5 separate regions of the Gossypium hirsutum genome follow, and all the other regions are linked to region 1. Evidence: chromatin contacts called from public Hi-C data. All regions are on one chromosome and are shown on one strand. Each heading gives the region's core, a stretch centred on a gene start, on an enhancer-like site or on the middle of the called end of the contact. The rest is flanking DNA. Distances are from core to core; before and after follow the strand shown. Region 1 holds the start of LOC107886472 (squamosa promoter-binding-like protein 2). Region 2 holds the start of LOC107886463 (meiosis-specific protein ASY1). Region 3 holds the start of LOC107886462 (REF/SRPP-like protein At1g67360). Region 4 has its middle 42 kb from the start of LOC107886461. Region 5 holds the start of LOC107886437 (probable ribose-5-phosphate isomerase 2).

What was found. Hi-C and Micro-C count contacts between places; a contact is called where the count stands out from the background.
Region 2: a Hi-C map of leaf shows a contact between it and region 1, with 2.5 times the contacts expected there. The contact joins the promoter of LOC107886463 here to the promoter of LOC107886472 in region 1. A contact is called at or near these places in 5 of 34 Hi-C or Micro-C datasets (callus and leaf).
Region 3: a Hi-C map of leaf shows a contact between it and region 1, with 4 times the contacts expected there. The contact joins the promoter of LOC107886462 here to the promoter of LOC107886472 in region 1. A contact is called at or near these places in 10 of 34 Hi-C or Micro-C datasets (callus, hypocotyl, leaf and 1 more).
Region 4: a contact with region 1 is called in a Hi-C map of leaf, with 3 times the contacts expected there. The contact joins the enhancer-like site here to the promoter of LOC107886472 in region 1. A contact is called at or near these places in 4 of 34 Hi-C or Micro-C datasets (callus, leaf and petal).
Region 5: a Hi-C map of leaf shows a contact between it and region 1, with 2.1 times the contacts expected there. The contact joins the promoter of LOC107886437 here to the promoter of LOC107886472 in region 1. A contact is called at or near these places in 2 of 34 Hi-C or Micro-C datasets (both in leaf).

The regions. Positions count from the first base shown.
Region 1 is chrA03:91,254,857-91,258,539 of Gossypium_hirsutum_v2.1, forward strand. It overlaps LOC107886472 (squamosa promoter-binding-like protein 2), which reads left to right and starts at 1,730. Exons shown (of 5, transcript XM_016810441.2): 1 at 1,730-1,959. It overlaps LOC107888070 (4-coumarate--CoA ligase-like 1), which reads left to right. Exons shown (of 7, transcript XM_016812237.2): 7 at 151-536. The coding sequence ends at 388.
Region 2 is chrA03:92,242,678-92,246,360 of Gossypium_hirsutum_v2.1, forward strand. LOC107886463 (meiosis-specific protein ASY1) reads right to left here and starts at 1,791. Exons shown (of 23, transcript XR_005916284.1): 1 at 1,600-1,791; 2 at 1,436-1,492; 3 at 736-832; 4 at 572-640; 5 at 381-473; 6 at 161-287; 7 at 1-51.
Region 3 is chrA03:92,094,033-92,097,715 of Gossypium_hirsutum_v2.1, forward strand. LOC107886462 (REF/SRPP-like protein At1g67360) reads right to left here and starts at 1,553. Exons shown (of 3, transcript XM_016810426.2): 1 at 1,202-1,553; 2 at 870-1,103; 3 at 108-647. The coding sequence starts at 1,408. The coding sequence ends at 204.
Region 4 is chrA03:92,042,843-92,046,525 of Gossypium_hirsutum_v2.1, forward strand. No RefSeq gene overlaps it. Among protein-coding and RNA genes, the nearest start is that of LOC107886461, 42 kb to the right of the region's middle. Within about 2 kb of position 1,634, at least 4 of the 9 cell types and tissues checked have an H3K27ac peak or open chromatin away from gene starts, as enhancers often do. A contact at or near this core is called in leaf, where this site is marked.
Region 5 is chrA03:90,531,522-90,535,204 of Gossypium_hirsutum_v2.1, forward strand. LOC107886437 (probable ribose-5-phosphate isomerase 2) reads right to left here and starts at 2,023. Exons shown (of 1, transcript XM_016810396.2): 1 at 662-2,023. The coding sequence starts at 1,707. The coding sequence ends at 925. LOC107886436 (protein PIN-LIKES 2) reads left to right here. Exons shown (of 2, transcript XM_016810394.2): 2 at 1-397. The coding sequence ends at 212.

The DNA.
Region 1 (3,683 bases), core at 480-2,979:
ATATTTTTGTCTAATCTCATTTAAGTATGAGACAATATTTTACTATTTTATCGAATATATTTAAGAATTGAATAGATTTAATCATACTTGTATTAAACATGTACCTATATGTTACACTCAAACTTAATGAAGAGTGGAACTGAAATACAGGCTGCCTGACGAAGAAGCAGGGGAAATCCCGGCGGCATGCGTTGTGATGAACCCAAATGCCAAAGAAAACGAAAGGGACATAATGGAGTATGTAGCCTCCAATGTTGCACACTACAAGAAAGTGAGGGTTCTGCAATTTGTGGACACCATTCCCAAATCCCCATCTGGCAAAATCATGCGAAGGCTTTTGAAAGATAAGATGATGGAAAATATGCCCAAACCCCCTTCCTATTCCTAATTCCAACATTTCCTTCAATAAAATCCCTTTCTTTTGAATTACTCAAAGTAATCCATCTCATTGTTATGATCTTATGTTTAAAATGAAAAATGAAAATGCTTGCAGTCTCCTTATATATAATAATATTAATAATAGCAATATGTTACTATCTCTGTTTCTGCAACTTGATTTGGTAGTTAAGAGGGGACAAAGTGTCAATGTCAATAATTGTATATTAGGGTTTAGAAATAAAAATAAAAATAAAAATGTCAAAATTTGTTTCGAATAATTGTTAAAAGGATCCTAAAAGATTAGAATGACAAAAGCGGGTTTTGAGGGATAGGTTGACACCCATATTTGATTGTACGTACGGTGTAAGCTCTAGGTTGACAAATTTGCTCATATAGTAATTTAAAAATTATAAAATATGATAAAGTACCAGAGTTAATAACATATATAAATGACATAATTGTAATAGAAAATCACCATGACATTATATTTTAATACTGAGTTTAAAGTGAGAAAGATCCACCATCTAAACACAAATTGTGGTCCCTTTGATAGGTGAATTATTTTAATGTTTTGATGCTAGTATGATTATCATAATCCAAAAAATTGGACTTCCTTAATTATAATATGACAGAATATAGAATAATCAAATACCTCAATCTAATAAGGTACCTTTCGAGTTAGTTGATATATTTTAAAACAAAAAATAGAAAAAGGTTTCATTAACTTAAAATAATTAATGTTAAGTAGATTTTGCAGCACAAATTCTTAACTCAGGGATTGTAGGGATGATTTATTCTTTTTAATATTTTGAATTCTGACCCCACCTTTCCAATAATCTGCATTGTTTTATTATTAATCAAAATTTTTTTATGTATTTTAATTTTTATATTTTTTTTAAATTTTAATTTAAATGGGTGTTAATTTTGTACTATGCTTAAATTCTTATTTTCTAATTTTTGTATTTTTTAAAATTTGGAATTTTATTATAAGATCAACATTAAATTTATTTATTAATACGTAGCTTTTTTATAGGTAAAATTTTAATTAACAATTAAGAGATTAAAAATACAACATCGGATAATATAAAAAATAGACCTAATATTAGTTGGGCTGGCTACTTGTAACTGACAAGAAAAAGGCAACCCTTTCATTACCGTCCAAAAAACTACTACTCTATAGTCCATACTCCATAACCTGCAAAAGTTGCAATGCAATCAGCTTTTGTACTGGCACGTGTCATTATTTTAAATAAATTCTACCTAATTTGATTTCTGCATTAAAAAAAAAGTTACTGCAGCAGTAATAATACAACAAATAAATAAATAATAATAAAAGGAAATAATTTCTTCCAAAAAAGCTAGGCTTTAATTATTTTTTGCCCCACTCAGCACCTCTTTCGTTGTTTGTCCTTCCATTTTCAGTCTGTGAAAGAGACCCTGACTCGGTCTCAGACTCAGACTCGGCTGTGGGCTGTGCTTTGCTGTGCCTTGCTGTGCCTTATCTCCTTTCTTTTTCAAGATCTTTAATCCTTCTGCTCTTTCTTTTTCTATTCTTTCTGCCCAACATTGAAGTACGCATCGGTAAGTAACTCAATCTCACCAGAAAGCATTTGCCTTGCCTTTTCTTTCTTTCTTTCTTCTTTTTTTTTTATATATGTTTTCACTTTGTTTTTACTAAACGCCGTTAATAAATAGGAAAGATAAAACAGAGATTTCATTTTGGATTAATAAAGAAAGCAATAACGAGGTACTAGAGTTTCTAAAAATGGGGAAACATCTCTTGTTTTTGCGGCTCAATTGAAACATCATTTTCTTCCTATCTTCTACCTTTATTATGTGAACTTGTTTTAACTTTAGAAAGGAAAAAAAAAAGGTAAAGTGCGTTTTTTTTTATCGTTATGGTTCCTTTTCTTTTCTTGTTTTCTGGGGAAAATCAATGGAAACGACTGCGTTTGTGTTTGTTGAAAGGGTTCCTTTTTATTAATTTTTACCTTGTATTTCTGGCTGAAAGCTGAGTAGAATTTATTAAAACATTAAAAGGAAAAACGATATGACGAATGATATCTAAGAAGGGGACCAAATACTTTCTATTTTTTTTTTAGTAAAAATGAATATTTTAGTTTATATGTTTGTTCTGTTTCTGTTTCAATGCAAAACTTCATATATATTGTATGGAGAAAAAAAATTATGAGTAGAATTTCTTTTTTGTGTATTTTTTTGGTTGACATATATAGTATTTGTTGATTGATTTTAATGGTTCTCGTGGGGGTTTGAGTAAAAATGGTTGTTGGGATGGCTTTTTATACATCAGTAAATTGTTGAATTTATGGTAGATATTTTTCGGTACAAGAATTTATGGTAGATTAGGGTTTCATTGAATTTTGTTTTGTACAGTAGTTGTGGGTCTGATTCAGGGACCTACTTTGCAAGATTTCCCAGATAATCGAATGGGAATTATTGAAAGTGTTAGTGTTTTTAGACTAGGTTACTTGATTAAAAAGTGAATCCTTTTATTTATTTAATTTTTGGGTTCCTCTACTTGGACGTTATTACTGCTTCTTAGAATTATTGAAGATAGTGGGGCGTGCAGAGAGAGAGGGAGGGAGCTGCTTTGTTAAAGAGGCTAGACCGGGTAGTTTTTGTTGGATGGGTTGATAGATAAGGTAAATTCTTCTAGAGTTTTGGTGGTGGAATTTACTGCTGATGTTGAAGGTTTATGGAACACTACTATGCTTTTACTTGGGGTTGAAGATCAGCTTACATTCGTACAAGACTCGTATAGAGAGACAGTTTGGAATTATGGTGTCAGTTTGTTTGCGTTAGCAATAATGAATGGATGAGAAAAAAAGCTCTACTATTATTCTAGTTCGAATCTGCAAGGTCCAATATAACATACTTTTTGTCTTTGCTTAAGCTCTCTTTTCTGTTGGATATTGATATCTGCATAAAAAAATGCTCGGCTTGAGAAGTGATTGCTTTGTTTAGTCGAACCTCTCTACTACTCTGGTTGCGATTGTTTTGCTAAGTGGATTTGAAGTGGCATCAACAAACCTTTTTTAGTTTAAACTTGGGGAAGGGGTGGACTAAATATTGTTTCGTTGAAGTGGATAGAAAATTTTCTAACTTGTACCACTCTAGATCTGAGAAACAGAGAGGGTTGGACTTTGATGCTGTTAGATTTAGAGTTAAGTTTTGAACTTGATATGCAGGGATTAATTTTTGTTTATCAGTTGTTTTGCGTGCTACGTGTCTATATGGATTCTTTGAATGGTCTGCTTCATATATAAGGTTACTGAATTTAGGAT
Region 2 (3,683 bases), core at 541-3,040, 990 kb after region 1:
AGAGTTCTCATCAATTGAACCAGAGTACGGACCATTTTACAAGCAGAACTCCTGAAATTTTACGTTGTTATGGAAGTTTTAACTTAAAATTTCATCTTTAAACAACAATTGGTAGAAAATTCAAGATTATACTGGGTTGAATGAATCGAATTTTTATCACCTCATTTGATTGGGAGTAACTTCAGTGGTGGAGTTGCAGATGAATGCTCTGCCATGCCTTTTGCTTCCAGTGCGATTAATATTCATCGAAACCTCTTGGGTATCAGAATTGGAATAGCTAAAAGAGACTGCATTGAGAAGGGATACTCAATTTGTTAAATCAAGAATCGAACCACTAAACTTTGAATACGGTTAGAAAAACGGTGACTCGGAAATTTTACAGGAATATTCCTCAATCATTGCTCCATCTATTGATTCGCATATGCAGAACAATAGTGTTTTCAGGTACTTTTTCTGCAATGCATCATAGACACCTGGGAAGAAGAGATAAATGATCGAATAATTAAATTCAAGGATGCGACAACGATGAAAACAGGAAAAAGAAGTGAAGAATCAATGGAAAACAACTTGCCTTTCTCCATCCAATCAATCAGTCTACGAGACTCTGCATCCAACGGCATCAGCTTCTTGATCTTCATCTCTAATGATATTTGTTACGATTTTGAAGAAATTAGCCAAAGAGGTTTTGGAAATTTTAAAATGAAATTTGTGAAAGTCTTAGAAGATGAAGCTTACCTAAAGCAGGGACGGATTTATCGTTGAAATAATTTTCTGGAAAAAGGCCTCTGATATAGCTAATATTGAAAATAGCAATACGAAGCAAGTTCCTCGTCTGTCAGGAGAAAAATCAATACACAAAGATGAGATCAAGTTAAATATATTTATAATCAAAGCTTCAATTCCAAAAGCTTCTAGGTCTAACTATGATAATAAAAATAAGAACTCGGGTCCATTGTGCAGCAAAATTCACGAGAGAAACAGAAAAACAGAGCAATTTTCTCGCGAAGTTGCGATGAACTATAAGGAATCAGTACTGAAAAAAAATTTAACGGCAGGCATTACCAGCTATGAGAAAAATTTTCATCGAAGCGACAAAGCAAAATTAAAATGTTCAGATCTGCAGACTATTGGTACATAAAAAGCCTTTAATATCCAAGTTTCCTAGAGAAGTTAAATTTCAGCAAAAAACGAGAACAGAGATTTTGGCTTCTGCCTACGTTGCATTTATCAGATTGAGTTTATCGATGCACTCAAATTTTTGAAGATAAAAGAAGGAACTATATTACGATCAAACAGGAAAAAAACAGAGCAAAAATTTATGTAGCGACTAAGTATAGAACAGCAAACAAGCAAACTTAACGCTGTGTTGAGACATCAAATCAATGCCAGGGGAATCAAAGAAACGAGCTAGAACTGGATAGTGGAAGTGTTTTACCAGAAGGAGAGAATCTTGCTCGGTGATCTCCGCTTCTTTAACCTTCTGCGCAACAACCTGACAAGATAAAGCGGTACAAGTTATAACGAGATTGGAGTAGAGAAATACAAAGAAAACGTGAAATCGTGATTATGGATAGGAAATGCTTTGATTTTAAAGCCCACCATTGTTGTAGAATTTTGATTGAGAGAGCTAAGAACTCAAATGGCAGAAAGCGAGGATAAAGAGAAATTTTCAGAGAAAACTAGAGTGTTTGGCTTGGAAGTTTGAATCAAATTAGAGAGAGAGAGAGAGAAAGTAAGTAATGGCGGGAGAGAAATGAGCTTGGAGAGTTAGGGAGTCGCTATTTATAGAAGGTCGGTACATGAAATTTAAATTTTAAGCACGGCTAAATTAAAAATGCAGATGGTGTGTTTGAACTGTAAAGTGTGGTGATGAGGGATGAAATTGTTATTTTACATGAACATTAAGGGCGTTTTGGTCTTGGAATGCTGACGTGGCAGCTTCAGCTTGGCCAATACATCATCAACTAAGCACTGGTTGCCGGGACTTGGAGTCCGTTGAAGCACCGTACCCGCTCTGCCAATGAGAGACAGTTACATGAAAACTAGACGTCCGCTGAGCACCGTCGCGAGCTTGCTCATGAACCTCCATTTTCCATTTTCAAATAAAATGAAGGCTTAATCCATTGTTTATCCTTTTTTTTTAACAAGCGAGTAAATTCTAATTCTAATTTCTCTATTTTTTAAAATTATAAAAATAATTAAATTTCAATTTATGATTATATTTCACTCAAATTCGAGATTTAATTTATATATTTTAATTTTAATATAATTTAGTATATCAAATTTTACAATATCATTAGTTAATTTGAATATTTTATTCTAATTAGAATGGTGATATAAATTTTTAATAATTAGTAGTACCGTTAAATTTTTTTATTAAATTTTAGTCAATTACAATTTTTTTATTACATAAATAATAAGTGTTTTTTTTGTCAAAATTATGCATAAATGTTATAAAATAATATATAAAAATAATACACATGATAAGATACAAAAGTAATGCAGGAATGTACATAAAGATGCATAAGATAATACACAAACAATGTTATAAAATAATACATAAGGATAAACACAAGGTTTGCAATGCATAAGTGAATAAATAAAATAATGTTAACCTCAAGAAATTCATAAAAATATATATAATTATCATCCTTATTATCCTAAAGAAAGAATTTATGATCATAAATTATTGTCGTATATATATCATGCATTACATAAATAAAAGTTATATATAGTACATAAATTCAATACATTAACTCTACGTTTGGTTGGGGTGAATAGAATAAGGGTATAATGGAATAGAAATGTAATGGAATAAAGTTGTAATAGAACAGAACTGTAATCAGTAATTTAATTATTTGGTTCAATGGAATTGAATAGAGCTGTAACAATATTTTTATATTTGGTTGGAATGGAATAGATGTTGTAATAGTATAAGGAAAAATATTTAAATGACCAGAATACCTTTAGTAAAATTTTTTTAGATAAATGATTATTGTTATTGTTATTAAATTTTAATAAGATTATTATTAAATATAATTTAATAAAAAGTAAATAATTTAATCATATTTTAACACAATTATTATTAAATATAATTTAATAAAATAATATATAATTTAATAATATTCTTAATATAATTATTATTAAAATATAAATTAATAAAAATCATAATAAATAATTTAATCATATTTTAACATAATTATTAATACAATTTAATAAAATAATATATAATTTAATAGCTTTCTTAATATAATTATTATTATTTTAGGTACATGACTATTTTTTTTTTCAAATTTGGATCATTCTATTTCTTGTCGTTGTTCACTTTTTCATTGAATCAAATACAAGAATAATGTTGGAAAAGGTCACAAAGAAAAACAAAAGTGTAAAAGGATAAAATTACACAATATTTCATTACTTTTTTATATTCAAATTTGACAAGGGCCAATTCTTGAACCATTTTACTCCATAGATTACATTTTTATTACAATACAAGTTCAAACTTATACACCCAAAAATGGTAGAAACATGAATTTGTTGATCACACTCCATGACCAGCATTAAAATTGGTACAAATCCATTGAGGGATGATAATGGTGTCGATTTCCAACATCTGTAAGAAATGTTGAGTTGTTTCTTAGCTCACATTAAGGCTCACTTGAACTATTGATGAATTGTTTTCA
Region 3 (3,683 bases), core at 303-2,802, 840 kb after region 1:
TTTTAATCGTATGTACTCATAATCTAATACAAGCTGGAAGATTGAAAGTTGAAAAGGGCATATCATGAAATCAGCCACAAATTCAGAGAGCAAACATATCAGACATCTAAACGAACCAAGTCATATTAGATTCAACATGTAGCCAATTTACAATGGCAAAGCATCACATTGCCTCTCTACTAACACACTCAGAAACCAAACACCTAATCTGAATCTGATTCAGATTTATGATCATCCGCATTTGCTTTCTCTTTTCCTTCAGCTTCCTTAACAGCCTTCCCAAAGGCATCAACGGGAATCGATGGTAAATACCCAACCACAGGATAACCTTTTCCGCTCTTCTCCTTTAACCAACTGTTGTATTTCTCACACAAATTAGCTGCTTTGGGAACAACCTTTTCTGTCACTGAGTTGAAAGTCAAGTTGCTGTTCAGTTTAACCCACAACTTGGTCGAGCTTACCAACACCAAGTTCTTGTACTCAGCTGCAGCGTAGTGCAAAGCCCCTCGTGCTCCATTGGTTCGAGCCTCCTCTACTAGTTTCTGAGCCTTTTGGGTTGCCTTTTGGACCAAATCGTGGGCCAGGTTAACCACTTGCTTGGCTGGTGCTGGAGCATGCTCGTCAAATTTGTGTGAAACCTCATCTACCTACGGTTATTTTAATCAAATACGATAATAAAGTTAGGAATAAATTGGTTCACGCTAAACTTAACTTTCCCCATTTTTAAAATATTAGATTTAATCCTTACTCTTCCGATGAATTTCAAAATACTAAAATTACTTGCTAAACTTAAAGACGAGAAAGAACTAATCAACAGAAACTTCTGATCAAAAGTTCCAAACAGTGATTTTTTCTTAATGGGCGAATACCTTGTTATCAAGAAATCCAAGAAAATGATCAGGAACATCCTTAAATTTCCCGTAGGCGGGACCGACGGCAGTGGTAACGGCATGCTCGACGGCGTCAACGGTGGATCTCAACGGCCCCGAGTTCTGTTTAGAGTAATCGTAAAGGTTCGAGACGCAAACCAAGGCGTGGATTGTAGCCACCCTGACGAAGTTTAGGTGCTTGAGGCCTAAATTCTTGTTCTCAAACTCTAACCCCTAAAATTTTAAATCAAATCACAAACAAAAAAGCTCTAAGCTTAAATTTTGAAAATAAGGGAGAAAGGAGGAGAAGAAGAAAGAAGAGATCAAAATACCTTCTCCATGGTTGCCATCTGTTTGATGCAAGTATTCTTTGCTTCACTTTTTTGAGAGAAAATAAACGATCGTAATCTACGGTGTAAAACAAGTGCAATTTTATTTATTTTATAGATGAATTCATATGGGATGTTAGATGAGATCCAACGGTTTATATCGGATCTAAGGATATCACAATGCCAGAGCGGGCGGTTTTCCAATTTCATCTTTCTTTACTTTTCTGGGAGCAAATAGAGGATTCTAGAAGGACACGTGGAAGGATCTTACTTGGTGGAGATGCAATAATATCTAAGGGAACCATTTTCTTATTCTTGGGCGGTCTGTTGTGAGGTCCACCCATTCCCACACCAATTTTTATTCTATCTAATTGCGCTGAATATTATTAAATTATTTGTAAATTATATTTTAATTATTTAATTTTAAAAATTTTAAAATAATTTAAAAGTTTTTATTTAAGCTATTGAATGATTAAAATAATTATTGTATAACTTTTTTCGTTTGTATTACTTGCACAAATTGAAAGATTTTCTTACTCTTTCTTTTTACAGTTTAATTTTTTTTAAAAAATAATGTTGAATGTTATAAATTTCAAACTAACATTCAAAAAATATTGTTCTTTAATTTTTGACATTAATTATCAAATTAACTTAGATATAAGATATGTTATTATACTTATTAATAAATATTAATCTATTTTATTGATCATTGAAGTGTCACTTAAAATTCACTAATCAAATTTTTTTAAAAAAATTTAATAACTCAATAACTTTAAATAATTCAACCGCTTTTGTGTCTCATTTTACTTTTGGAACTCAAAATTGTGATAGGAGGGAAGCAAGTGTTGAGTCGTTAAGATTTAATTATTAGATTTTTTTTTACAAAAATATTATAATTTTATAAGTTGTATTAGGTTGTGTTTTCTATATTTTATATAAAATTGAACATATTAATATATATAGGAGAAGAATCGGAGTTGTTTAGTGTTTTGGATTGGGATGTGAACTACAGATTTAATATCAATATATTCTTTTATTATTATATTAGTGGTTAATCCTCGATATATTAATAATCAGGGTGTGCTATTACATGAAAAATTACTTAAAAATATAATTTCTCAAAAATGAACTTATAAATTTTTTTTTTATGTTCGGATGATTTGGCTTTAACAAAATTTTTACAAAATCTAAGCTTTGAACATCAAAGAATACTCGTTCAAAAAAATTCTTTCTAACATAATTTTATTTATTTTTGAATTAAATAATAATTATTTATGGTTAAATACAAATTAATTTACATAAACAACCATATGTATATATTTTAGTTAAAACATGCTCCAAATTATTGAGCAATGACCAAACACAAACACAAATTTCATTTTCCAAACAATCATAAAATTATTAATAAGTAGAAGGTAAAACATTTCCAAAATGTGAGGCATTTTATTACATGCAGAAGTAAAAAAATTGAGATACACTCTGCTATATCATCTGAGTAGCTCATGTTGAGTGACAAAATAAAATAGAACAAGACTGAAAAATTGCAAACTTTGTACTAAACACTACAACCACTTACACAACACATATAACTCATGGAAACATATAACTAACAGCGGGATTAGTACAAAGAGACAGGCAAAAACTGGCATTTTAAGTGCATTTTTAACAGCTTTAATGGCATTCCAATCAGCTTGGAACTTCTTCCCATCCTTTGTTCCACCATGGATAGCTAAAAGAGAGCAACCAACAATACATCCACTAGCATATTTGATTGTATCATGTGAATATGGGAACACTCTGATTTTGCAAGAAACCAACACGTTGAGATTCAAAGCCAACTTTTCCACTAAAAGATTTCACAAGAGGAAGGTTGTCCATCAAGAAAGCTCCATAATTTCTTTGTCTACCAATTGGCTAACGACACCTACATGTAAACCAGGCAACCATTTATGGTAGAAGCTAACAATTTTCAACCAGGATCCTATTTCATAACCACTCTTGTAATTTGCTCTTCACTTCCTCAAATGGCTAAAGTTAATATCATATAAATTTCAGCATCAGTACCTACCAAGGGTACTATCATGTACTTGTTTTCCATGAAAGTAAAGTTTATAATTATACCCCGAATTAATATTAATATAATCGTAATAAGATTTAACTCTTCTTGCAGCATCAAGAAAAACATCAAGGACATTATCACAAAATTGAACAAACAATGTGTGGTCTCAATGTCTGCATATTCAAACAAAGCAATGACCGAACACCAATTGAAATTGTTGGAGCAAGCAGACATGAATAACAAAACACTGAAATAGACTAATGAACAAAGAAACACGTGACGCAACCGAGAGGATTAATGAAGACATGCACTCCACCATGGCTTTGCTTGAAAAGGTAGTTTTGGATTCACAAGCCACGTGTGCTGCCCTCATTATTGAATTATCTAATTCACAGTTTTCTGAGGAGAATCTTACAACCGTCTTAG
Region 4 (3,683 bases), core at 384-2,883, 790 kb after region 1:
ATGTTGCGTACTTGATATTCTGTATGATTAATAAAGTGACCGCACATATTATGTTGAAAATGAATGGGAATGAATCAGGTATGAAAATGTTAATATATCATGTTGCATACTTGATATTTTTTATGATTGATAAAGTGTTCACACTTATTATATTGAAAATGAATGGAAATTAATCAGGTATAAAAATGTTAATATATCATGTTGCATACTTGATATTCTGTATTATTGATGAAGTGTTCGCACTTACTATGTTGAAAATGAATGGGAATGAATCAGGTATGAAAGTATTAATATATCATGTTGTGTACTTGATATATTATATGTTGATAAAGTGTTCGATCATTATGTGAAAATGGTTTTGGTTTGTTTGGCAAACCATGAATGCATATTAGATTAACTTTTAAATTGTGTGCGAGGTAAGTTGATGGTTGGCCTTGTATGAGCTTAGAAAGTATTCATAATACTTACATTTACTGTAGATTTTGTACATTCAAGTCGCATCGATTGGCTCTACAAGAAGCTCACGCTATCCACTCGAAGATTTGGTAGACTTGGTTAATTTAGTTTAGGTTGTGGCATGTATATAGGTGGCTATGAGTATGTGAACTTATCAAGTTCGAAGTTATTTATGTTTGTCTTTTGATGTTGAAAATGAAAGGGGCACTAGTCTATTTCTAGATACATATGCATGTAATAGTTTTGTATCCACAGAGATGTTATTTGAACAAAGCATAGGATTACATGCGTTTTAGTTTATCATTCCGCAGTATAGGAATCTGTAGGACATTCTGTCCGCAATTGAACTATCCGCAAGAGAGTCCGCCGTGTATGTATTAAGCATGTTGCAGGTTATGTGTATTATGTTCTGTGTGTATTGTAATTAATGCGAGCCTTATTTCTGCGAACCTATTAAAAAAAAAGATCATTCAGGTGATCGGTGGTCACATCCCGTAGCTTATGTTCGATGATCGGACCAGGTGAAGGGTGTTACACTATCATATTGAATTAGAATTGAATAACAATTTAATATTTTTGTTTGCGTATTTATTTCTTTTACCAATAATTTATATTGTTCTTATTTTTTTATCTTTTAAGTTATAATAATAACTTAGTTAATTAGTGAGTCGAGTAAGTAGTTGAGGTCATTCATAAACATTTTCCTTTAGGTTTGATTCACAAAATTCATAATCATTTATATGGACTAAAAACATATGGAACCATCTTGGGGAACGGATATGGTGAAGCGGCTATTAACCCAAAGGGCCTGAATATATAGACCCAACACAAAGTTGAGCACAGTGGGGTTTAGATGAGATATAACCCCCAAATTTGAATACAAGTAGAAAAACGACCCAATTGATCCTTGTAAAATATGGGCCATAGGGACAAGAAAACATGTGGTAGATAAGATAACTCCTTTACGTTTTTCTTATTTATTTTTTATTCTTTTTAGGATTAAAACATCCTTAATTGTTTGGTAAGAAAGGATCATGAAGATATATTAATGGATGCCACAACTTCGTTCTTATCTGTTTTCACAAATGGGGGCGAAATCATAACCCCCAATCTTGTGTCACTCTGAAAGTAGATATAGGTAAGCCCCACGGACTTAATATTCTATTGTAACGTCTCCATCTATCTCAACTTGCTTGCAGCCCCCATTGCAAATATTTTGTTTTATGCATTTTCCTCTTCCTAATAACACTATCCTTTGGATTTTATAACTAGGTTTTTATAATATAAATGGTTTGAACTCATGTCAAATTAGTATTTGACAAAAGCTGAATTTCACAAGAGTTAAGAGCATAAAATAATTATATATTAAAATTATTTTTATTAAATAATTTTTAATCTTTTACTTTATCAAAATAAATCTTAATCATTTTATTTGTAATTATAGGAATTTCCATATTTACATTTTATATACCTTATTTTGTCCAAGAAACCATGCTTTTGTTTTGAGGAAGTGTGTGATCAAGCAGTAAAATATAATCAAAATCAAACTTGAGGGTTTCGCAAATCCCAAATTTTATACAAAAAGCAACATGTAATTTTTACCTTGTAAACAAGAGATAGAACATGATATTTCCATTGCAATAATTATGTTTTCCGTTAATGCAAAGGAATCCAAATTCTGGATTTCCCACATGATTATCCACACAATTTGAACCCCCTCACAAAGGATAAAGCACCCCCTACAAAATACACAATGTTTGGTAGGTTTCCTCCCCCCACAACCATGTTTTTAGACCTTTTTAAGGAAGCAAAACGGTGGTTATACAAACATTTAAGACAACTTAATCTTAATTGTTGTAATCACATAATAATGTTTTGTTTGAGGTCTACCAAAAACATCAAAGCATGCTAGATTAGAATTGGGAAATCTATTACAAGAAAAACATGGTGTTCCATGCCTCGTTTTTACTTGAAAAAACAGTTGGATTCCCCCCTATTATACCTTTTTTTACTTCTTTTTTAATTTCATGCAGGCATGTGCTTGCTATTAGTGCTTGTAATTATAACTGATCAAGATTTGTTGCAAACAATAGTTATATCTGCTTGAGAATTACAACTAAAGGATGAGCAGCAGCAGCCTCTGAAAAAAAAAATCATAGCAACATGCAAAATCTCTTTCAGACGGGAAAGTGTGCGGTCAATCAGATTCATATATTTTCTTCTTCAGGTCCTTTTCCAAACCTTAGTTGCGGAGTCAAGAAGCAAAACATTTATACCTTTATACTCATTTCTAGGGTTTAATTATCCACGTCATTATTTTACGATTTCAATTTTGACTGTCGTATGATAAACCCGTAATTATGGGAAAACCGTAATTTAAATCCCTAGTACGGCATGATTGAGTTGTATAGGAGGTAAGAACAGCCCTCATTGGCATTGCTTAGTTGTTGTTTCTGAAAGTACTAAATTATGGGAGATTTGGTAGTTATAATGACCAAAACAACTTTGCCGAACCCTCTTAAAAGAAAAAGTGGGATTATTGTGTCGGATTCTCCGCCACTTGCTGGCCCCAGGATGGATCATGTTGTTTCTTTCATCAGCTTATGTTTGTAGCACTCATTATAATTTCACATGCTACCAACATTATTATTGTTGTTAGATAAAACAATTACAAAATTTGGAAATCTAATTTCGTTTTCTTTTTAACCAATCGAATGCCATTACTGACCCATTACACAGTTGAGTGTTTTGCAAGTACTGCTAAAACTGAATCAATCTAATTTTGATTTTTAAGGTGTAGACACGACATGTTCTTTAGCCAATACTTCCCTTAACCTAGGCAACTTCTTTTTACACCCTCGACAACCTTTCATGGTGGGGTACAGTAAATTTCTGGCGTTTGGGTTTTCCAAAATTCGTATTTCATGTTATTCAAACTTATATTCTTAGAAACACTCAATTTTGGATATGTTAACTAGAGTTAAACAAGCCAAATATGAATATTCCAATATTTTGCTTGAGTAGCTTGTAAGCTCAATTAAGGTTTTTTTTTAATTTAATTTTAATTGATGAGTTTAATTTTTAATTAAATCATCCTAATTGAATAAATTTAAACAATTTGATTTATATCTAAATGAAATTCCAAAAGTAAAACTTAGTTAAATTTTAATTTTAATTTGATTAGGCTTAGTTATACCCCAACTAATGATATAATAATTGTTCACCCC
Region 5 (3,683 bases), core at 773-3,272, 720 kb before region 1:
TGGATCTTCTTGTAGCTGATGATGCAATGTACAGATTCGTGCTCTTGTTGCAATACACTACACCAAGTGCCATTTTATTGGGAGCCATCGCCAGTTTGAGGAGTTATGCAGTTAGAGAAGCTTCGGCACTTCTCTTCTGGCAGCATTTGTTTGCGCTGTTTTCATTGTCTCTTTATGTAGTGGTTTACTTTAAATTGCTGCCAGCTATGTAGCTTGATCGGCTACCATGAAAATCTTGTTGGTTAATATGTTAGTAGGAAACTGTTATCCAGAGTCAGTGCTGCTTGTCCCCGTTCCATTGAAAATGTAAGACGTTTGTCTGACTTGATTTTTTTGTTTAGTTTGTATGTTTTGGGACAGTAGTATTTGCCAATGAAGTTTGTGAAAACTTTAAAAAGTTTGCCCAACACAACTATGTTCACAGTTTATTTAGTTTAGCTCGAAATAAAGTCAAGCTATCAAATGAATTCAATTAGCTTGATCGAGCCTCTGAATTCAAAAACCCAATACTGAACTTCCATGGGATTTGCAATTTGATGATTCATCACAGAATTTTTTTTTTTAAAAAAGAAGAGTAATTGAATGCCATATTGAAGAAGATGATGAAAGACCTCTTTGCTTCAATGTCAATTTGACTATGGGTCAAAAATTCCAAATCAAATGCAATAATAAACCGATTTTGTGATTAAAATGATCATAGAACAGTTGACATTCATCATTCTCATAGTTCAGCTATTGCTTTCACAATCCTAACATCCCTAAATCTTCTCTTCCCTTAAATTTGTGTCCAAAACGAAAATAACAAAACTTGAGAAGACAAGACAACTCTTGTCATCAATCAATAAATGCCAAAAAAGGAAGAATCCATTCCCAGCTGCAATAGCAATTCCCTAATTATTAAAATAAAGTTAGTTTGAGTTTGTACTACTTATTCTTGATGGTGATTCCAAGCTCCCCTGCAACTATAACAGTAGTGGCCATAGCAAGAAACATGCCATGCTCAACCACACCAGCAATCCTCAAAATAGCATCGCTTGCCACCTGCAAATCCCCAATATCTTTCTTCAAATACAAATCCACAATGTAATTCCCATTATCCGTTACGAAAGGCTCCCCTTTACAATCATTCCTCAGCTTGGCAACGCAACCAGAATCTCGAAACAAGTTTTGGAGTTTTTTGGCAGTGAATTTCCAACAAAAAGGAACAACTTCGACGGGCATAGCCAAACCGCTGCCTCCCAAATACTTGACCAACTTGGATTCATCAACGATACATACAAATTTCTTGCAAGCTCCTTCCACCATTTTCTCTCTTAACAGAGACCCACCTCTGCCTTTCACCAGATTAAGATGCGGGTCCACTTCATCAGCACCGTCGATTGCCATATCAATGGTGGGGTGGCTGTCGAGATCCGAAAGTGGGATACCTAAAGAAATAGCTTGTTCTTGTGTTTTTTTGGAGGTGGGGATTCCTATGATGTTGGTGAGCTTGCCTTGACGAAGCAACTCGCCGATCCGGTCGACGGCGTGTTTGGCCGTGGAACCTGTGCCCAGACCCAGAACCATGCCTGATTCCACGAACTCAACGGCTTTGTAAGCGGCGATTTTTTTTAATTCGTCTTGGGTTAGGATAACCGGCGGAGACATAGGAGGAGACAAAGACAAAGCCTCCATGGAAGAAGCTTTTTCAGACCAAGCAACAGCCATTATTTGGGCGGGGTTAATCGGTAGCAAACAATAAAGAAGAATATATTAAAAATTTTGGCAAGTTAAAAACTAAATCAACCAAAAAAGTCAAAAGGGTATGAATAGTGAGAGAAAAAGCAAAGAAAAGAGTGGGAATTTTCTTTGCTTTGAAGAAGAAGGGCGGGGAGGCGAGCGAGGTATGAGGTATGAGGCATAAGGGATTGTTTGGGTGTAGTGTGAGTGGGCTGCCCTTCCTTTGCTTCTTATAAAACGGAGAATCCAAGGCCGACACAAAATAATAATACCAGAGAGATTCGGAAAATCGAATATTGGCTTTAGGTCAAACTTCATCCTAAGTTATTAAATTATACTTATTTTGGTTATTTAAATATTATAATTTTTTAATTAAATCATTGAATTATTAAATTCTCTTTTAAAAAATGTACTTTCATCGTAAAGCTTAAAGCAACCATTCTATGATTGGTGTCGTGAATTACTACTCATTAATAAGTAGAATAACATATTTTAGATTCAAAATAATTTAATGGTCAGTGTCGAAGATTTGAAGAAAAAAATTATTTTAATTTTGATTCATAAATTTGTAACATCTAAAATTATTTCATGAAAAAAATTTATAGCAGAGAAAAGGAAAGACAACTTTTGATTGGTGTATGTAATGTGAACAGAAAAAATTATATAACATTGATTTTAATAGTCCAGTGACTAGTAATTTTTTTAAGTTAAATTACCAAAACAAAAATTTACCTATAATTAAGTGACTAATAATTTAATTTACCCTATTTTTATTTAATTAGTATTATTATTCAAAAAATAAAATATATTTACACAATAACCAAAATAATAATTAAATTGTAAATATCTCAATTTTGAAGATTTAATTTTGATATTATGTTATACCTAAATTGGAGTTCCAAAAATAATTAAAGAAATAAGCAAAAGAAATAGACAAGTTGCAAGGAAACGCGTGGGGACTTAAATTACGAATCTCCGCATATTGGATGGATTTGTCGGTGTCTGAAGGAATTTGTGAAAGTGGTGTATTACTATTTTGCTTTTTATTTTCCGCAAACTCTCTTAATAAATAGAAAAGATGAGGAGGCAGGCGTGGCGTGGCGTGGCGTGGGGCATGCATTTCCAACTTTGAAATCTATGATTTGGTCCACCAAACATTTTAAAGGAACCGTGGGGAACTGTTGTTCCTTTTTGCATGATTCTTGCCGCGCTCCGTATCTACAGCAATTGATGATGTTCTTAAGCCAATCCCATTTGCCTAATCATATACTACAAATATTCATCCAAAACCTTTTACACTATTTTCCCAATAAAATAGAGTCAAATCCTACAACTATTTGATATAATCAAAAACAGTAAAATTTATGATCAAATTAATTTTTAAACACAATGTCTAGAATTACTTATAAATAGGATACGTTTCAATACACTCAAATTTACAGTGTCCATTCTTATCGAATTAAAACTTAATCAACTATTAAAAATTAATTTTAGTAAAACATTGACTGTTTTCTTGAGTTGCGTAATTCAATTACGCTTTCTTTATTTAAACCCCAACAAAATCACTAGTAATAATCCGAACAATGTTATGTCTTATATATGAAAGCTGTAGGAATATTGATCTATGTAGTGGATGACCGAATCAAGGAGCAGGATGTGTTGTAGTTGACTTTTGGAGAAATTAGTAGGCAACAGCTCCTTTGCAGTGCAAATAGCGTTTTTAGGGAAAATGTTCATTATTCTCCACCGCTACTGCCTTTTCTCTTCCTCTGTTCAAATCAAACTATTACTAATAGAATCTATTAATATTTTAAAATCTTTAATTGTTAATTTAATGCACTTTTAAATTTATTGAATATTCAAAAAAAAAAAAGAAAGTAAAAACATGATACAAACATTATGACAATATTATTTTTCTTTATCTTTTAATTCATAGAAAATTAAGAGTAATTTTTATTAAAATT